2 separate regions of the Sus scrofa genome follow, and region 1 is linked to region 2. The links are chromatin contacts, called in public Hi-C maps. All regions are on one chromosome and are shown on one strand. The core of a region is the stretch at or near the end of the contact, and the rest is flanking DNA. Distances in the headings are between cores, read along the strand shown. Region 1 overlaps IMMP2L (mitochondrial inner membrane protease subunit 2). Region 2 overlaps IMMP2L (mitochondrial inner membrane protease subunit 2).

Region 1 (3,854 bases), core at 766-3,265, 100 kb after region 2:
CTATTTAAAAAAAAAAAAAAAATATATATATATATATATATATATATATAATTCAATAATTGTTGGCCTTTTACAGGGAATTGCTTCTCAATATTTTAAGGGTAACAACCCATGGTGTCACAGATTTACTCCTGGACTTTTTGACCTAAGAGTCAAAGCTGCATGGTCTGGAGTCAGGGGTATCTACTCTGCTTCTTTAGCTTGGGAGGAAATTGGGGGAATAGGAAGGGGGTGTATCAGAAAAGTAAGTTACTTCTTGGAAACTTACTAAGTTATTATATAGGGTCATGATTATATAATATGCTGTCTCTTTTTAAATGAGGTGCTTGTGCTTATTTCATTTGAATTTATGTGTCTTTGTATAATAAAATAGAAGTTTCTAATGATAGCTTTTTTGTAACATTCTGATTTTTTATATTGACAGATATTTTTCTGTCTTTTTTAATTTCAAAACAAACATGCACACATAAAACAGGGATTGGCGCTCATGCAAAAGTTAGGTAATATGGTGCTTCAGCTACTGAGTAATTGTGAACTTAGGAACTATGTACTTTCCTTAAAAAAACAAGAAGGTGCACAACTCTGTATGTAGACAGTGATACAGGACAGGTTATGTTCTGCTCTCTGTCTACAACAACAAAGATGTTGCAATCTAAAAATAAAATCAGAATGATAAATTTCAATCACAGCAGTAAAAGTTTGGGGGCCAGGAGACTTGTTCATCTAATTGAGGGCACCGCCTTCTCCCGTCCTCAGGTATAGGATATTGTTCCATTTTAAGCCATTGTGGGAGAAGGGCTTTATATTTTAAATTGCAAGCTAATAAATGCTCTTTTCCTCATTAACACCCATGACCTCTATGATTTATACTCTCATGCACGCTGGCCCAGTTTCTCAGTCTCTGTTAATGATGTTGAAAACCTCTGTTTAACATGAATTATTTTCCTACTGAATTTCTGTAAATTCACAATAGATATTTATCGTAGTGATCTGCTGTGTCCTCTTTAAGAAAGAGAAATATCAAAATGAACCCTGCTTGTTGTACTTTTGTCTTATTTCTTCAATATGTGTACGAGATAAGTCCGTTTATTGGAATTATGCAGACAGCTTTGTCACACTTCTGATATGAGATTTAACACATGAGGTTCTTATTTCAAATAATAAGGTATTTACTGTTCAAATATCAGTTAGTAGAGTCGGAGCGAGAAAGGCAGATGAAGGATAACTGATAATTAAGTTTAGAGGGCTCTGTCCTACTTTATGTTCTGCTTTAATTAAATATTCTCATATTGTTTTGCGTTCCTTGACACAGGCGGTTATGGAATTTGGGTTTAATTCCAAATCCTTAATGTCTGTGGGAAAGTCTTAGGAAATGATAATAAATGCATTCATAAATGTACATAATTAATTGAGTTAATTTTTACTTTTTTAAGTTAGCCAAGAAGGTAATTTAGGGCTAGCACTTATCAAAATATGCAGCTCAGGGGAATTTTTATTCTTTGGCATAATTATTGGAGTATCATTTTACCATAAGTACCAAAAAGATATTTCTGATAGCCCTCATTTTGACCAGCCTAGGAGGTGATATTCAGGGCAGCGGAAAAATCATTCCATAATGGGCATATGAAAAAAGTAGATTTTGTTGACTCATGGAATTATGGAATATTAAAGTCAGAAAGTGGCAAGGAGATTATTCAATCCAATTTCTTACTGATACCAGGAGGAAACCAAGACTGTGAGATACAGTGATTTGTCACATGCGTACATTTTGCCAGGTTAGTTAGGAGCTAGACTAGAATTCAGTTTTTAAAATTGTTTTTCTTTATTACCTCACTTTCTTTCTTAACTCACTTTTCATAAGAATGTATTTCTACCTTCATTAAGGTGAAAGAGAATGCAGTGAAATTTACCCAATAGAATAAATGGAAGCTGTTGTGTAACAATTTGACAGGACTTTGCACTGGGCTGTGGCTGTAGAGGAGTGTCTTTGATATTCATGAGCCTTTTGGATCATATCTAAGTTTATGTAAATAAAGTGACTGAAGCTAATGGCAGCCTGGGGGCTGGTCTGCTGATGAGACTAACTGTGTGATTAACATGTTAGAGCTTTGAGCCATGTGGTAGCAGCCCAACTTCCCAAGCTCCAAGGAGGGGTGCAGGGCTGGAGACTAAAATGCCCAAAGAAACTCTGGATACAACTCAGTGGAGCTTCCCCGTTGGTTAATGAACACATTCCTGTCCTGGAAGAGTGACATGCCCTGATGTGACAGAGAGAGAGCTCATAAGCTCTGCCTTTGAAACCCTTCAGGACCTTGCCCCTTGGTTCTTGTCATTTGAATGGTCTGATTTACATTCTTTATAATATAACTGCAATTGTAAGTATAGGACTTTTCTAAGTTCTATGCATTCTGAAGAGTTATCAGTCCTGAGGATGGTTATCAGAATCCCCCAAATGTATAGCTATCTGTTCAGACATGCAAGTGACTGGGAAGCCCTCTCATGGCTTCTAAAGCGAAAGCAGTCTTATGAAGCCCTGAAGTCCTTCACTTGTGGGTTCTGTGCTGACTTTGAGTTGTTAGCATCGGAACTGAAAGGTATTGCAAAGTGCCAGTTGGGGTTAATATTGGTGTCAGAATAGAGGAACTGAGGAGCTCCCGTCGTGGCTCAGCGGTTGGTCATGAACCCAACTAGGATCCATGAGGATGCGGATTCGATCCATGGCCTCGCTCAGTGTGTTAAGGATCTGGCATTGCCATGAGTTGTGATGTAGCTCGCAGACACAGTTTGTATCTGGCGTTGCTGTGGCTGTGGTGTAGGCCAGCATCTACAGCTCCGATTTGACTCCTGGCCTGGGAGCCTCCATATGTGTGGGTGCAGCCCTAAGGAAAGAAAGAAAAGAAAAAGAAAAAAAAAGAATGGAAGAACTGATACATGAATGCTATGCAGCTTCCTAGTACTCCTCGTGATCTTTTTGTTGACAGCTGATTTGGTGCAGAAAAACTGGTCAAGTGTGAGTCAAGTCGGCTACAGATTGTGGAGCTCTGACCTGGATGCCTGTTGCTCTTCTTCAGGGTGGCATTATGCTTCCTCTGTAAGGGAACTGTGCTCAGGAACATTTGTATGTATACTAAGCTGTATACTAAGAATATTTTCCAAGTTTGAGTAGGTCTCTCCAGTTTCTACCCTTCTTGGATAAATGATACTTTCTAAAGCTTTTCTACTCAGTGTAGTTCCTAGACCAGGAACATAATCTACAGTTCAGCAAGCTCCAAGATGAGTCATAAACACAGTAAAGTTTGAGAAACGTTAATCTAAAATTTGGAGATAATGAGAAAGATTTATATTAAACTGAAACCCAAACTTTTCTCTTGAAAAAATGAAGATGAAAATTCTGGCTTATTTTTCTTTCTTTTTTTAGATCTGATGTGTATATATGGATGTTGACTAACAAAAAAGTTGTGATAAAATTTTATTTTGAGCAAAGATTGAGAGGGGAGATTCATAGGTCTATCTATAAAGGAACTAAATCCTCATTCTTCACAATATTATTTCTTAATCAGTACATTATATCCAAGACTTTAACCTTTAATATTAGTGGTATAGGTTTGGAATATGGCCATAACACCAGAAAATAATAGCTGAGTTAGTGTTGTCTCTTTTGCTTTCTCTCAGTCCCAAACACACCAGAATTTATGCATACTGATGCACGGTACAGAGACTGTTGGATTAACAGCCAGAAGATCTGAGTGCTCTACCACCAGTGAGCTATGTATTTTTCAGTGAAAAAAGCATGATGTTGCATGATTTCTATACCATTTTTTCATCCAGGTTCTGTAGTATGTGTCATAGCTCTT
Region 2 (3,815 bases), core at 128-2,627:
GCCTGCCTTTTACATGACATATATGATACCTGCCACCAGAAGAATAAACCATTGCTTCTTTTGAGTCCATTCCTGAGGGAGAGAATTCTGCATGTGGGTATGGATTAGAGAGCAAGATAATTCTTCATACTCTTGAATGATCTACTTTAAGAAATGATTGATGAAATTCTGAGATATGTTCTCTTCTCCTTTTGTTAGAGCCAATTCTATTTCTTTTTTCTGTTTGTGTCACAGCTTTCACAGATATCAGACTGTTTTGTTAGGAAGGAGTGTACTCGCTGGGCCTTCAGGGAAGATCTTAGATTCGGGAATGAAACTCATGAGGAAAGTGGTGACAGAGTGTCATTGCAGTTTTAGATGGAAGATGGAAGTTCAATAGAAATAATACTGTCCCTCCAACTGGATTTTTTTCTTTTTTAATCCTTTGGAGTTTGTGAATTTTAAGATAAGAAGATCTGTGGAGTTGAATCTTTTACTTCTCTAAAGTTGAAATTTTTACTTCTCTAATGCTTGTAAGTTTCCTGTCACATAGGATCGCAGTCCAATACATGAAGGACTTTAAGATGTATTTTTGTTGTGGAAATGACTACTCCATGCAAGAATATCAACTTTATCAACTTGAGCATTTACTAGTGCAGTGTACAGTGCTGACAGTGTGCTTCTGCTATAGTTTAGCTTTTAATTCTGCAGGGGATTTAGATGGACGATTACTAGTGATAGTGCACAATTTCAGCAAAATAAGTATTTCATACTTCAACATATTAATACATATATAATTCATATTCAGAATAATAAATATTTCTGGAATGATTGAATATGACCAGTGAATAAGGCAACATTGTGTTTTTTAAAAATTGGTGTTACTTTTGAAGACAACTTATATTTACTTGGGGTAGAAAGAATAGGGCTGGTTTTTTAATAACAATATTTTTCACCTTCAGACATCTGAGTCACAAGAGAGTACACAGAGAGATTTGTCATGTGACAAAAAAATATTCTTCCCTAGTAAAAGACAGCTTACTAAATATAACAAACTAAGAGCTGGTTATGGAAGATCAGATAATAATGTTTCTATATAATTGAGTCATTATGAAAAATAATAGTATAGCAGAGGCCAAACTTACTTAATTGAGGAATATTTATAAAATTCCCTTTGCTTTCTGGAAACATTCTAACATGTTCCTGTCTTTAGCGTCTCACATTTGATCTCCTTCAATCAGTAGCCCTAATCTGTTGTGCTTTGGCCTTGATTGAGTTGGAGGAACTTTTACAGTGGTCACCTGACAGGTCTGGCAATTCACTGATACACGAGGCCTTCAGAACTAAGAGGAATGTTTAAACAACTAAATAAAAACCCCAGCCAGCTCATTTGCATGATATGGTTGGCTTACTAGGCAAACTACAGCTGATGCAAGAAAAGTACAGGGATGGTTCAGGTTAATGAATTGTTCTCTGTGGCTTGTTAGATTTTTCCACCACTTCAGGAAAAATCTTTCCCTACTGTTCGTTTATCTAAACTCCTGGATTGTTGCCCTTTTGTTTTCTTTTCTGCTCTCGAGTTGGAGCTATGAAAGGCAGCTTCATTTATTCTTTAGTGGAATCAGAATGACTGCAATTCCACAAACAAATTGAACTTCAGTTAGCAGTGCTTTGTCATAAATAATCCTGGAAGAGATTGTATTCTTTCCTAGCTGATAGACTGCAGCTGTATGTTAAAATCAGGGTCTCAGAGGGATTGATTTATTGCCAATCTGAGTGGGAGCTGAGCAACATACACCTGTCCTCCTCTTGCTCTATTTTGTGGTCTCTATTTCCCTAAAGTGTGTTCAGCAAAAGTTTATGGTAGGGAAAACAAATATTCTATTTTCTGAATTATTCTTTTCCCTTTAGCCTCCACTTTAAAAAAACAGCAGTTCTACAACACACAACACTCTCAGTGAATACTTCTTCATGATCTGGAAAGAAAACTTATTTCATAGACTGGTTAAGGGCATGTTTCATGGTTGGGTCAGATGCAGCATACTTTCCATATAAAATATGAAGACACTTTAAAATTTAATACATTTTTGCCACAGGCTTCAGATACCTAAGCGATACTTGCAAATGCCTCTTTTCATTGACCGTAACAATTTTTTTTGTCTCCACTAAAGGGTATTTATTTTGTTCCAAGTTATTTGGTTCCATAAATCATCTGGAGACATAGAAAATATTACAGTTTTCTCCTTCATGGAAAAGATATATGTGTGTGTATATATGTGTATACATGTATCTGCGTGTGTGTATAGATTTAGATAAATACAGTATGCACTTTGTACTTATATATAAAGATAAAAGTAAAAGAGTATACATTTGACTAGACCTTGGTCTTTAACTAGAACTGCCATAATAAGTAGCAGTTTGCTTCCTTGATTCATAAATTCTGCTGTAGTCAGTTATACTCTGTTGGTAAGGATCATTTCATGTAAGTAGACTAAGTTGGCATTAATTTTTATACATTTTTTCTAGACACTTTACACCTGTTATTTAACTTGAAATACTATCTCCATTTTTACAGATGAGAAACTTAACACTTAAAACTGTTAAATGACTTACCCTCAAATCACACAGCTCGTAAGTTGTAGAGCCAGAATTTACATCTGTGTCTGTCTAGCTCCAAAGTTTATGTATTTCATCTTTGCCTTCTATTCAGTGTCTTACGTAGAGATGGTTTTTATAGAGCCGATCATTATTTTCAATTTGATACATAACAGAAAACAGTGCTGAATGTGTTTAATGTGGCCTCTTTTTTGCAAAGATCTATTTATAAATTGGAATTATTATTTATTTTCCTCAAACAAGGCACACCTGTGGAGACTTAAAGTATATTAACAGATATTGTAGATGAATATACTTTCATTGGTAGTGTTCAAAAGCATATTAAATTCGTAGTTTTTAGAAAATAAGATACAAATATGAATTAGATGTTTGTCTAATTAAAACACAAAAACATAAGATATTGTTACTTTAATGTTTTAGGCAAGAATGTGCACATCACGCTATAGAATTGACCTGTGCCAGATATGCGCAGTTATTGTTATTGTACCACAGGTATTTTAGGGGCTCATGGGTTACATTTTAAAAGCATTTAGTGTTTATAAAACATAAGGTGCGAGTGTGTCTGACGTCTAATGTGATGCTGATAAGCAGTTCATTGTGGCAGAGACTTAGGAGTGGGAGCTGGAATGGGAATGATGATGTTTAATTCTTCTGACATCAAAGCAGCACGCTTCAGGGAGAAATTTAGCAAAGCTAATTGGAGTGACTATCAGTACTGTAAATTACGTCCATAGCCTAGACCTGTGAGCGCTAGCCTTTACAACAGACTTGACAGCAACACAAATATGTTAAAAGAAAATGGAGCTGCCCCTGACATGAAATAATGGGATTGTCATAGAGACAACACATTGTGCACTTTTTCCTTTTAATTACCGGAGGAGAAGAAAATCATGCTTTGCAGCTGATCCTTCCTCATTTTCATTTGCCTTGACTAAATCTCACACCTAGGGGTTTGAAACATGACAGACAACAGGTGTGACTCTGTATCTAATAATTGACTGTAGTTTCTGTCCTTCCTTTAAAAATTGGCCATGTTGTAAACATCTGTAATTCTAATCAAACAGCCTTCCCCCCTATGTGTTAAATGCTGTCCAAACCGTGGTTAGACTATATATCTGAATCAAATAACGAACTTAAGTAAGTCAAGTTATTACATTGCTCTTTCTAGAAGAATAGATTTTAAATGATGAGTTTCAGTGTAAGTGCAACTGGCAAGCAGG

What was found. Hi-C and Micro-C count contacts between places; a contact is called where the count stands out from the background.
Region 1: a contact with region 2 is called in a Hi-C map of liver, with 6 times the contacts expected there. The contact joins two enhancer-like sites. A contact is called at or near these places in 1 of 5 promoter capture datasets (liver) and 4 of 47 Hi-C or Micro-C datasets (liver and skeletal muscle).

The regions. Positions count from the first base shown.
Region 1 is chr18:34,404,991-34,408,844 of Sscrofa11.1, forward strand. The region is part of intron 4 of IMMP2L (mitochondrial inner membrane protease subunit 2); the gene reads left to right. Among named protein-coding and RNA genes, the nearest start is that of LRRN3, 59 kb to the right of the region's middle. Within about 2 kb of position 2,016, at least 4 of the 83 cell types and tissues checked have an H3K27ac peak or open chromatin away from gene starts, as enhancers often do. A contact at or near this core is called in liver, where this site is marked.
Region 2 is chr18:34,306,039-34,309,853 of Sscrofa11.1, forward strand. The region is part of intron 4 of IMMP2L (mitochondrial inner membrane protease subunit 2); the gene reads left to right. Among named protein-coding and RNA genes, the nearest start is that of LRRN3, 160 kb to the right of the region's middle. Within about 2 kb of position 1,378, at least 5 of the 83 cell types and tissues checked have an H3K27ac peak or open chromatin away from gene starts, as enhancers often do. A contact at or near this core is called in liver, where this site is marked.